Regions from separate parts of the Mus musculus genome. Here regions 1 and 2 are each linked to region 3. A link is a contact called in public HiChIP or PLAC-seq data. All regions are on one chromosome and are shown on one strand. The core of a region is the stretch at or near the end of the contact, and the rest is flanking DNA. Distances in the headings are between cores, read along the strand shown. Region 1 overlaps Lrrk1 (leucine-rich repeat kinase 1). Region 2 overlaps Lrrk1 (leucine-rich repeat kinase 1). Region 3 has its middle 70 kb from the start of Chsy1.

Region 1 (3,844 bases), core at 715-3,214, 190 kb after region 3:
CAGACTGTTGGGACTGATAGAGGCTGCACAGAAATCCATGAGGGGAGTCTCAAACACAAAGACTGAAACCCAACCAGATAGCCACAACCCTTGAGGAAGACCAGAGATGAACCAAATTGCTAGAGAAGTTGGTATTCAGCCCAGTATATATTCTCACAGGATGCCAGGCAGATGTGACCCATGGCACAGGTACAGACAGAGTTCACGTGGAGGTATGGGCAGCTGATAGAGACAGTGTCTGTGAGGGGCAGGGTCTGGCTGAGCTCAGAGTATGAATTTCTCAGTATATCCTTTTGTTACTGCTCTAAATAGGGTAGGGGAAATGTAAGCTAGTCACTGGAATGAGGGAGATCTAGGCTCTCATGGTGAAAGCTAATGTCACCTCATCCTGGGGACAGGCTGACTCAGCACCTGAACCCCCCCCCCCCCATGGAGTGTCTCAGGGCCACTCTCCAGCATCTCAGAGACCCGTCTCTACCCAGAACCAGCTAGAAAAACCAACCAACTAACCAACCAACCAAACAACCAACCAACAAACAACAAAACAAAACACCCAGGGAACTAAATGAAAACCAGAGAAGCTGGACAGTAGAGAAGCAGGTGAGGTACAGAAAGTGCAGAAGGTGCGGGAGTGACCGCTGTGATCTGGAAAGTCAAGCAGAGGCTACAGTAGCAGAGGCAGGGAAGCAGAGACAAGCAGGAAAGAGACACGGAGGGCACAGTTGCCCCGTCCCCACATGTACTCAAGGGGAGTCCAGGATTGCCCTTCCACACCAATATCTGCAGGTACTCAACCTGTTTTATTAAATGATGTAGCACGTGCAGGTGGCATCCACAGGTTACTGATGACACTCAGCACTACGTAAGTGTAAGCTAATAATTGTCCTATGGGAAGCCTTACGAGCATGGGCTCTGAAAGCGGCCAACACAGAGGTCATTTTTTTCCCACGCTTATTTTTGACACTCAGTTGAATGCACAGGTGGAGCCACGGATTGAAAAAGGAGTGGGTTCCTTTTTATCAAAATAAGTCTATAATAAAAAAATTTTAAAAGTGGGCGTGGAGGGATGGGTCAGGGATAGAGTTCTAGCTGCTCTTATGGAGGATCCGAGTTCAATTCCCAGCACTCATATGGCAGATGGCCACTATCCATACCTCCAGGCCCAGGGGATCTGACACCCTCTTCTGTCCTCCTGGGGACACCAGACTTGCATGTGGTACACAGTCATACATGCAGACAAGACACTTATATACATAAAATTAAATAAATAAATTCTCAAAAAATCAAATAAAAATAAAAATTTTTAAGAATTATCTAATACAATCTACTCTAAGAATATAATTGAATCGGTGAGAATAATTCCCAAATTGAATTAAGACAAGTTCTCAGAAATGGCAGGATACTAGGCAAGAAATTGGAAAAGGAAGTGGGAAATGTAGAAAAAGAAAGAAGAATATAAAATATAAAGAAAAGAGAAAGGAAAAAAAAAGCCAAGTCAGCTCCATTAAAGGAGTAGTGAAATAAAATCTTAAGGAAAGACAGACTGACCAAAATTGAGACATGGAAGCCAAGGGGTGGGATGGATTGAGGGAGGCAGGAGGGAGGGAGGGAGGGAGGGAGGTGGGAGGGAGAGAAGCAATCATGAGGCACCATGAGCAGCAGCTGGAACAAGACAAAGCATGCACCAAAGAATAGAAAATAAATAAAATAAATAAAGTCATGGGACCAGCCAAGAAAAATGGGACTTCTCGAAGAGGCGTTGAGCTCCAGGTCCCGGATAGGGTAAGTACAACCTTGTCAGGTAAGCAAGCAAGGCCACTCTCTGACAGATGGTTTGTGCCAAACACAGAGGAAGCAACCAAAGGGGCCTACTAGCCAAAGAGGAACAATTTAGCTCATAGTGATACTGAGAGGGTAAAGCCCTCATTGGTTGCCTGTGAAGGATACTCAGGAGCTGACTCACCATAGAAAAACAAACAGGGAAGAGCCAAGAGTCCTGACATTCCCCCATAGCTGACACCAAAGGAAGCACAGAGAAGATGCTGCCTAGAGATGCCTATCTGCTAATCCCTGAAGAAGGATCTAAGAGCACCCTTTCCTCTTGTTGAGACAGGATCTGATGTAGCCCAGGTTGGCTTCAACTCACTGCAGAGTCAAGATGACCTTGAACTTCTAATCTTCCTGCCTTTGATTCCTGAGTGCTGGGGTTATGGGTATTTGTTATCACACCTGGTTTCATAAAGAACTGGGGATCAAAGCCAGGATTTCCCACTGTGTACACACTGGAAAACCCATCAGGACCTTAATAATGACACCAGTTAAAAAATCTCTGGGAAAAAAAAAATCTAAATATCAAAGAGAGACACCAGACATTCTTTAACTCCTGAGGCAAAGTAGGAGGGACATGCACAGACCCCTGGTGCTCTTGCCAACAAATCTCCCTGAATCTATCCAGCCCTCCAGGTCCAAAGAAACCGTGGGGAAGAGGAAAACAAGCCAGCCCACACAAGAATGCAAAGCCAAGATCCAGACAGTGGGAACCGGCAAAGATCATGTGGATTTATCAGCAATGAAACTGCACAGAAAACAGAAATGAGGGAGAAAATAGAAAGTAAGAGTCTTAGGACAGTGTTGCTCTACAGGACACAGAGACAACACCAGCCAGCTGAACTGGAGAAAAACAGTAGTTAAAATGAGTGAATAGATAAAGGAGGCACACACAAATACCGATTAGATAATATTAATGGAATTTTTTAAAAAAAATTTAAAGTATGCATGTAATGTGCCCTGAATGCTTTTAGACTTCTGAAGTTGTAAATCTGTGTGTAGGTCCCAGGCATCTGGAGAGAGGTAGAGCATTCACAGACCAAGACGGGCCAAGTGTAAATTAGCTGACGCCACGTGACAGACACCATGGAGTTTATTACATTAGTCTCTTTCATTTTGTGATGCACACACACACCACACACACAACATTAAATGGAGAGAAAGCATAAAATGTTACACAGGCTAAAGGTTTATGGATGAGAAAGCCACCACTGTGAACTCAAGCTTAAGAAAGCATAGCTCCTCCTGTCCAAACACTAGCCAGGCCCGACCCTGCTTAGCTTCTGAAATCAGATGAGAACAGAGACTCACAGAGTTGTGTGCAGTAGACAGAACCTGTGGTTTCTGAGCTTAAAAAGTAGCAAGGGGAAGCGGGCATCTGTCTGTTCTTTGGAAGAAAAGGAAACTAGAAGACAGGGAGTGGGTGGGAAGGTGGGAAGGCAAGGTTTTCATTGTATTTTCTTTTAAGCTTCTGAATTTTATGTCGAGAGTAACAATTAAATTTTTTTTTTTGCAAGAATCCGGATGCCATTATGCTAAAACACTGGAAAACTATATAGACAAAATCAAATCAAGAAGCAGAAGGTCGGGGCTAGAGAGATGGCTCAGCGGTTAGGAACTCTGGCTGCTCTTCCAGAGATCCTGAGTTCAATTCCCAGCACCCACATCTGTTTAAGTAGGCAAAATATTATATGTCTTTCCTTAGAGAATGTGACAGGCACTGTCAATCCTTGGCATCTGGAGGGATTGGATCCAGGCTTCTTCTGGATGGCAAAACTCATGGATGTGACAGCTTTTGTGTCAAGTGTCATACAGTATTTACATAGAACCTATGCAATCCTCCTGTAGACTTTAAATCTTTTCGAAATGATTTACAGTAAGTAAAAATCAATACCATACGAAGAGTTGCCCTTTATCCTGGACAGAAACAGAGCCTATTTCCTATGTAGGCTCAATCTGACCTTGCTTCCTGGCTTGTTTTAACTTGTAGGAGATGGTCAAAGTACGGCTGCTTTAG
Region 2 (4,143 bases), core at 396-2,895, 160 kb after region 3:
ATTTAAGTCTGCCATGTGATTGTGTTTGCTTTTGTTTACTTTCATTTTTATTTTTTTCCCCTGTGAGCAGCTTGATTTGTTTTGATTTGGTTATACTGTTTTTTATATAGCGCTATGACAGTTTTAATGTTTAATCGTTTGTAGACAGTGACTCACCATGTATCCTCGGTTAGTCTGGAACTCTATGTGTACCTCTTTGTAGATCTGCTGCCTTCCTCCCAAGTGCTGAGATTAAAGGCATGCACCATCATATCCGGCTATATGCAGTTTTGTAAATGATTGCTTCAGGTATTGCATTATAGATATGTAGCCTACTAAAATAGACCGATAAAGTACTATTTTCAGTAATTTTAAAATCAGTTTAGATAGCATTGAAATTTTACCTTTATTAGATAATTGCCTTGTTTTTAAAAATCCCCTCTTTCTATATTAAGAGCTGTATTAAGCGATGGTTCCGTTTGCTTCAACTGTCAAATACAACTCGAGGGACAAAGAATGAACTAACAGCCTATTCTGTGTGCTTGTGCTTTGTTCTCACCAGGCTCCTAATTCCCAACAGCCCTTGCTTGGTTCGTCCTTTAGGTATAGCTGCTCCGTTAGGGACACCTTCCTTCCAGACGTTAGTTCTCTCATCTCCATCATTCCAGAATGTATTCATTTTCTCTTCCTTCTTGAGGGGTATTCTCCAGGCCATGGGGCTTTAAGTTGACCCCTCTCCTTCGTTAGTGCTTTGTGTCACTTCCCCTGGATCCTTGGTGTCTGACAATGTCGTTCAAATTGTTCCCCCCCCCCAAGGAAACATATCTCCTTCTCCCTCTTCCTCTCCCTCTCTCTCTCTCCTCCCCCCAGAGCTTCAGAGCTTTCAATAGTTTTGGTTTTGTTTCTTTTGTTTTTATGGTGGCTTGAGTATGATATGTGGGGAGCACTGGTCACTGACATCGCTCCTGTCGGGGACCTTCTTGCTTCTCCACTCTGCTGGCTTTGTCTTCTCTGCTTTGGAGGAGTTTTCAGTTTCCTAAATTAGGGTTCAGTGCGTTTCCTTCCACTCCTTGTGGACTCTGAGAGCATGAGTTCAGCTAAAATTCTTACCTCCTCTGGGGCTCTTTCAATCTCTTGCTCCTTCCTCACTCCCTCTCCCCCTTCCTCTTCCCCTTTCTTCTCTACCCTTTCCCTTCTCCATCTCTCCCTCTCCCCTCCCTTTCCTTTCTTCCTTCCTCCATCCCCATCTCTCCCTTTTCTCGTTCTCTTCTCCTTCCTCTCCTCTCCCCTCCCCATATCTCGCCCTCTTTCTTCCCATCTCTCCCCCTTCTTTTCCATCTCCCCTTCTCCCATCTCTCCTCCTCCCTGTGTCTTCCTTTTTCCCTTCCCTCTCATTCTCCCCTTCCCTCCTTCTCAATCTATCAGGGTATAGATTCTTTCTTCTGTCTTCTCTATTCTAGACTTGAGTCTGTCTACAAAAGAAACCTTCAGCTATTGTATTTTAGAGATTCTAAAATTTCCATTTCATCCCCCTTTGCTCCTCCATGACACTCCTTCTTTGGTGACTCCTGCTGTTTACTTTTGCTTTAAGCATGCTCGTGTTTGCTCGCAGGAGTGTTTGGTCTGTTTTAGAGGTCTTGTCTGAGCTTCCAAACGTCTGACTCATCCAGCTGCGGACACTGTGGCTGCCCTGTTCTCTCTGAGTGATATTTTTCTGTTTCCTGAGGAGAGTGTGTTTATTAGGATCTGGTGATTAGTGAAAATGTATTTTAGGAACGGGATCCTATTCAAGTCCTGGGCTTGGACTCTGCTAACTCTGGTGGGTGAACAGTTGTGTGGATTAATCACTCCTGGGAAAACAGGAACTACTCAGAATTAGATGGGACAAGGGGAATGGACTCCTGGGTCCTGTTGGGCAGGAAGGTCTTTCATGCTCCTTAGGTCTCCAGTGAAAGCAGTGTGTGTGTGTGTGTGTGTGTGTGTGTGTGTGTATGTTGGGGGGATGGTTATTATATTACCACCTAGTGCCTGAGTGCTGATTAACGTCCCAGCTCCCAGCAGACTTCTTGGATGACTGGGACAACTTTTACAGCCTGGCTGGGTTAGAGCCTCTCCACCTGGCCTTGGCAGGAGTGTGATGGGGAAGGGCTGCAGACACTGCTATGGTGTGGCTGGGCGTTGCCTATAGACTGTTTTTTCATGCTGCCCTTGCCTAGTGCTCTGCCTTCCCTTAGAGCTTCTTTGTCTGTGTCCATTTGTTTCTGAGTCGCCAGCTTCTTGTTGTTCTATCAGGGATGCAACGAAGGTGAGAGGGACCCCCCAGAGGTGCAACACCCCCCCCCAGCTCTGACCACACTAGCAGGTCTTTTCTCTCTCACTTGAAAATGTCCACTGCAGTGCATGCAGCATTGCTGTGTACGGAATGTGCAGGGTTCTCAGCTGCACCGAGAGAGGAATGCTGAGACGCACACCAGTTCCACCAGCTTCTCTTCAGTTTTTAAAATCACGCCTAATTGTTTTTATTTTTTATATGCACTAGTACATGACTTTCTTCTGCATGCCTGCATCCATTCGTCCTTCTTAATAGAAGTTACCGGCTTATTTACTGAAACTATATTGGAGAGCTTTTCAAATTGTGTTGAGCTGTTATCTGACGCTTTGGGAATTCTTCATAGCATCCTACAGCCAGGGAACACTGGGGATTACATCACCTTGTGGACCCAACAGTTGGGCCATCTCGCACACATAGGTGTGGCCCCGAGAATTCATAACCAGAGCAATATCAAATGTCCTCTTCACGGTGCTCATTGTCTCCCAATCTCTGACTTTTCTGAGAATTGGCTAGAGGCTTAAAAATGGAATCATTTCTAACATTAAATTAAATGATTAAGCCTAGGCTAACCAAAGTAATGCAAACAAAGTATTGATGAAGGGTTTCCACGGTAACATTCAATTCTTATTCCCCGTGAGCTGTTGGCAGGAGGGTAATTTTGGGTTTGCTTTTTAGCCAATGGTTTGGCATACGTCATGTATGAAAGTGTCAAAACAAAACTCACTGTTTTATATTAATGTGCTAACAAAAGCGTGCATACCTATACTCTCCATTTGGGACACCCACGCATGCTAAGAAAATAGCCTTACAATAAGAAAACAAATAGGCAAAAAATTCTGTACATTACTGGTAAGAAATTTGAAATAAGCCAAATTTCCAATCAAGAGGAGTGGATTGAATTTAAGTTATGTCCTCTCTATTACAGGGAATACTATGCAGCCATCAATGGCAATGCCTGCAATGAATTTACAGTCCTGCAGAAAACCCTGCATATAATAGAAGCAAACACAAAGTATATGCAAATCAATGATCTGTATTTATATTACCTACATGATTCATCGTATATTATCAGAAGTGCAACACTCCACCTGAGCAGCAGGCTAGAAGAAAACGTATCAAGTCAATGAAGAGGCAGTGTTTGGGCACATTAGGGACGGGCTTAGCTTTTGTTCTTTTTTTTTTTTTTTTCCTTTTACTAACAGATTTTTCCAAAAATTTCTGAGCACATGCTGTTGTTATATAATGGAAGAAAGTATGAAATCAGTAGATACAGACTGCATTCACAACCCTGCAAAGCTCGACACGGAAGGCGATAGTGTCGTGCCACTGAAGAAACCCCTGGAAAGGACCACTCTCCACATGCCCAAGTGCAAATCGAGGTGTTTCCAAACAGACGCTGGAGTCCCGTGAAGACTCTGGCAGTGCGAAGATGACCCGAAAGCTGGGGATGTGGTTCAGCCGGTCCAGGCATCCTCCTTCATCCCCAGCATCTTAAGCCTGGCAGGGAGGGACATGCCTGCAACCCCTATCGCAGAGATGGAGGCAGGAGAATCAGAAGTTTAGGGTCAACCTTGACTGCACAGTGAGTTAGCAGACAACCTGGGATCCATGAGACTTTACACTCCCTGCCCCTTATTGCTAAAGGGGAGACTTTATTCCTACTTTCCAGTAGAGGGATAGCTCAGTGGGTAAAAGCGGGGGTCGGGTGCTCAGTGGATAAAGCGCTTGCTGTGTAAACATGAAGACCTGGGTTCGGATACCCAGTAACCATGCAAAACCCAGATTCATTGGTGCCTGCCTATAACCTCAGTTGTTCTAGAGGTGTGGACCCA
Region 3 (3,599 bases), core at 726-3,225:
GTAAAGGAAGTATTTCAAGCCTCCGTTGGATTAAAAATCGGGAGAAATTCTGTCTACTAAACGTGTATAGGCTTTTTGCCCTTTTTGTTGCAGTGGTACACGGTAGTAGGTATTGAGTTAGAGGTGATTTAAAGCTACAGGAAGAATATTTGTAAGTTCTGTGTAGATCCGACACCATTTTCTGTAAAAGATTGGGTATCACAGATTTTGGCAGGGGCCCTCCAACCAATCCTTGGGTAACTGGGGTTTGACCATCTGTGACAACGTGCAGGCAACTGGGAGTTCATTTGGTCCACAGTGACACATTGTACCCGCTAGCATTTCTAATAAGGCTGACAGCATAGCTCAATGGTTAGGAGTGTACATTGCTTCTAGAGAACCTGAGTTGTGTTCCCAGCATCCACATAGGGTGACTCCAGTCCCAGGACCTCCAGCCCTCCTTTCTGGGCCTGCGGGCACCTGCACTTCCGTGAATATGTTTTCTCACAGACAGCACATTTAAAAATAAATCTTTTTTAAAAATTTTTTTCAAATTAAAACCAAATAAGGTACTGGAATATAGCTCAGTGGTTGCACACTTACCTACCATGTGTAAGACTGGTTTTGAGCCCCAGTACCACGCAAGCACAAAACAGGCATAAAGAAACCTGAACAACCAAATCATATCTGAGAATCACTGTGGGAAGACAGTGCTCAGTATGTTGTTGGCTGCACCATCCTAGGAAAAAGAGCTACTCCCAAACTCAACCCCATGGCCACAAAACTTGAGTCATGGCAAAACAAAGAGAGGGCAGACATAATGGTGAGTCAGGCGAGCTTCAGACACATAGCCTTTTAGGGAATGTGGTCCACTCGGAGCCTTGCCCTGGAGACAGATGAGAAATGGAAGCCGCCAGCTCACCATAGGGGGTTCCTGACATGCTGGCATGGCAGTGGTGCGGGATAAAGCGGGGCAGTGCCACCAGGTGTCCCTCTAGAAACCAGGTATGGTTTTTCTGGTGGGAAAATGCGTATTTGCAAATACATGGGGGTGAACTTGATTGGCAACCATGGAGCTACTTAACCTGTGCCCTAGGCTAGTTTTGAAGGCTATTTTATAAAATTACATTTAATAGGTGTTAGTTAAGATTTTTTTTACTGTCGATTGGGGATGGTGGCATACACCTTTAATCCCAACACTCTGGAGGCAGAGGCGGGTGGATCTCTAAGTTTGAGGCCAGCCTGGTCTACAGAGCAAATTATAGGATAGCCAAGACTACACAGAAAAACCGTGTCTCAAAAAAACCTAACAAAACAAAACAAAAAAACAAGAAAATGGATGTTGGCTTTGATGTTCCCGGAAGACCCAGTACATCACTAAGTTGGAAGATAGTGTTTAGCCATGGGTTTGTTCCAGCAATGAAGACTCCACAAATGGGAGTTGTATCAGAAGAGTGGGCAAAGGAAGACAGCTGGGCAGGGACAGCACTTGTCCCACCCCCAGCACCAGTGCCCTGAGGATTTCGTTAGGGACCTTGGGCTGCAGGGAACTGACCATAGTCATATCTGCCCTAGCGACTTTCCAAGGTCCAGAGGTAGATGTGGCAACCATCAATGGGAAATGAGTTTACATTATGACTCGTGGGTCTTTAAAATTAGATTCAGAGGTAGGCCTTTCCCCCTGAGAGGCTGTGCCCTCAAGATCCTGAGTGCCAGCCGTTTCTCTGAGATGGCTTGTCAGGGCAGTGACTGTCTGGGCCACATCCTTGGGCGGATGTGACTGGTAGATTTCATCAGTGTGGACGGATTGGAAAGCCCTGTCCAGCCCCAGCTGGTTTCCTGTGGGTCTGCCAGAAGTCGCTGGGCAGCCTTAGGTGCTGTGCCTGCCCAGAAGTTTCCTCTCAGCTGCCAGGGCCAGCGCTGAAGCAAGGAATATGTTTGGCTTCCACTTGCTTCTGTTAGCTCAGAGGCTGTAGGCATGCGCACACCATCTCTCTAGCCTCCCCTCATGTGAGGGCTGCTCAGGGTGGCGCTTCCCTTTGAACCGCAGCTAATTGCTCCCTGACTGCTCCACTGCGCAATTCCACCCAGGGCCCTCTCCCTACCTCCCGGGAGGAGTGCCCCATAGCAAGCATCCTTCCTGGCTGCCTCTCAGTTTCAAATGAGGAGGAAAATATTCATGAGCCCCAAGACTCAGAATCACATAGAATTCCAAAGAATAGGTATAAAACTGCCACAGATTGTCCGAAAAAGAAGTCATCTGAGAGAATTCGAGGTTGCCAACGTGCAACAGGAATGCTGTGCAGGCTGAATTCTGATTGTGACATCAGGAACACAATCTCTACTTGGGACAAACAATGGCTGTGCTTTGGCTCTGAGTGAACAGGTATCCGTTACCTCAAATCTAGGACCAGTGCCAGTCTGTGGCTCTGGGGTGAGCCAGAGAACCGGATGCAAGCATGCTACCCTGCTCCCTGCATCTCAGCCAACATCACTGAAGGCTGTTGCCTTACTGTGACTCTAAATTGGGAGGGACGCTGGCTCAGCTGTACATCCTGAAATACCAGGTGACCCAGGGCTCAAGACCAGAGGAAGGATAACGGGTCTTCATACTGTGGGATGTATCTGAGTAGCCCACTTTACAGATAACCCGTGGTTACATAGACTCATGAGAATGTGCAGGGAAGGGTGTCTACACAAAGGACTGTCACGCCATTCCCCTTACACAAGAGCCACAGGCTCGGAACCAAACAGAACTGAGTTTGGGTCAGCAGTGTTCTGGGCCAGCTCAGACTGGAGAACACGCCTCATTTCCAGCCCTGCCTGTGATATCACAATGCGAGTCAGTAATCATTTACACTTCAGGAAATGGCCAGTGCTTCAAAGCAGGCTTAATTTTTTTTTTTCTAAGTTGGTTTTGCCACAAAGCACTGGTTTGAGTCAACTCCATAGACCTCAGGTCCCAATCTGCTGCTATGTGATCTTGGGCAGATTTCCTGTGTCAGAGTTTGGTTTCCTGCTCTGTAAAGAGGGCATGGTTACCCATCTCCTCCCCAAGACTGACGGGGTATTTTGTGGTTTTATGTCAGCTATAATGGCAAGTACCATCACCACCTGTCATGTCCCCTGAAACTACTGCTTGATCCGACCATCCTGCACTTTACCCAGTGGTCCTCAGCTGCCTTTCTGACTTTACCTGTCCACATAACCCCTGCCTCATCTCTGCACCCAAGCATGAACCAGAAGAACCTGAGCTCCAGTCACGTGGCATCTGGAGTGCCCCCTCCCTCTTCTGGGCACACCTGCAGACTTGGCCAGTACCAGCCTCGGACCAAGGTTTCTTCCCGCTTGTCATAGCAGGTTCTAGGTTTTAGCTGCAAATGCCAAATCTTCACTTCCCTGTGACCCAGCTAGCATAGCGGACTGGGCAGGAGCAGGATCCAGCCATCTTGGAGCCCCATGAGGGATGTGATAAGTCACTGTGCAAAGCCGAGTTAGTCAGCCTTTGTGTTGGCTGGGGTATGTGTCAAAGGAAAATCAGAGCTAAAATGAGATACTCCTATAAAGGCAGCTGTGGCTTTCAGCTTTTCCAAGAAAAAAACCAAACGGCTCTCAGTGAA

The links. HiChIP or PLAC-seq counts read pairs in DNA pulled down with a chosen protein or histone mark.
Region 1: a FOXA1 HiChIP or PLAC-seq map of pancreatic cancer cells shows a contact between it and region 3. The contact joins two enhancer-like sites. A contact is called at or near these places in 1 of 484 Hi-C or Micro-C datasets (CD8 T cells), 3 of 115 datasets of contacts at active chromatin or transcription factors (CD8 T cells, bone marrow-derived dendritic cells and pancreatic cancer cells) and 1 of 9 other capture datasets (adipose tissue).
Region 2: a contact with region 3 is called in a FOXA1 HiChIP or PLAC-seq map of pancreatic cancer cells. The contact joins two enhancer-like sites. A contact is called at or near these places in 1 of 115 datasets of contacts at active chromatin or transcription factors (pancreatic cancer cells) and 1 of 9 other capture datasets (adipose tissue).

The regions. Positions count from the first base shown.
Region 1 is chr7:66,367,322-66,371,165 of GRCm38.p6, forward strand. The region is part of intron 2 of Lrrk1 (leucine-rich repeat kinase 1); the gene reads right to left. Among named protein-coding and RNA genes, the nearest start is that of Mir7057, 12 kb to the right of the region's middle. Within about 2 kb of position 1,965, at least 99 of the 459 cell types and tissues checked have an H3K27ac peak or open chromatin away from gene starts, as enhancers often do. A contact at or near this core is called in pancreatic cancer cells, where this site is marked.
Region 2 is chr7:66,338,171-66,342,313 of GRCm38.p6, forward strand. The region is part of intron 3 of Lrrk1 (leucine-rich repeat kinase 1); the gene reads right to left. Among named protein-coding and RNA genes, the nearest start is that of Mir7057, 41 kb to the right of the region's middle. Within about 2 kb of position 1,646, at least 74 of the 459 cell types and tissues checked have an H3K27ac peak or open chromatin away from gene starts, as enhancers often do. A contact at or near this core is called in pancreatic cancer cells, where this site is marked.
Region 3 is chr7:66,177,461-66,181,059 of GRCm38.p6, forward strand. No RefSeq gene overlaps it. Among named protein-coding and RNA genes, the nearest start is that of Chsy1, 70 kb to the left of the region's middle. Within about 2 kb of position 1,976, at least 151 of the 459 cell types and tissues checked have an H3K27ac peak or open chromatin away from gene starts, as enhancers often do. A contact at or near this core is called in pancreatic cancer cells, where this site is marked.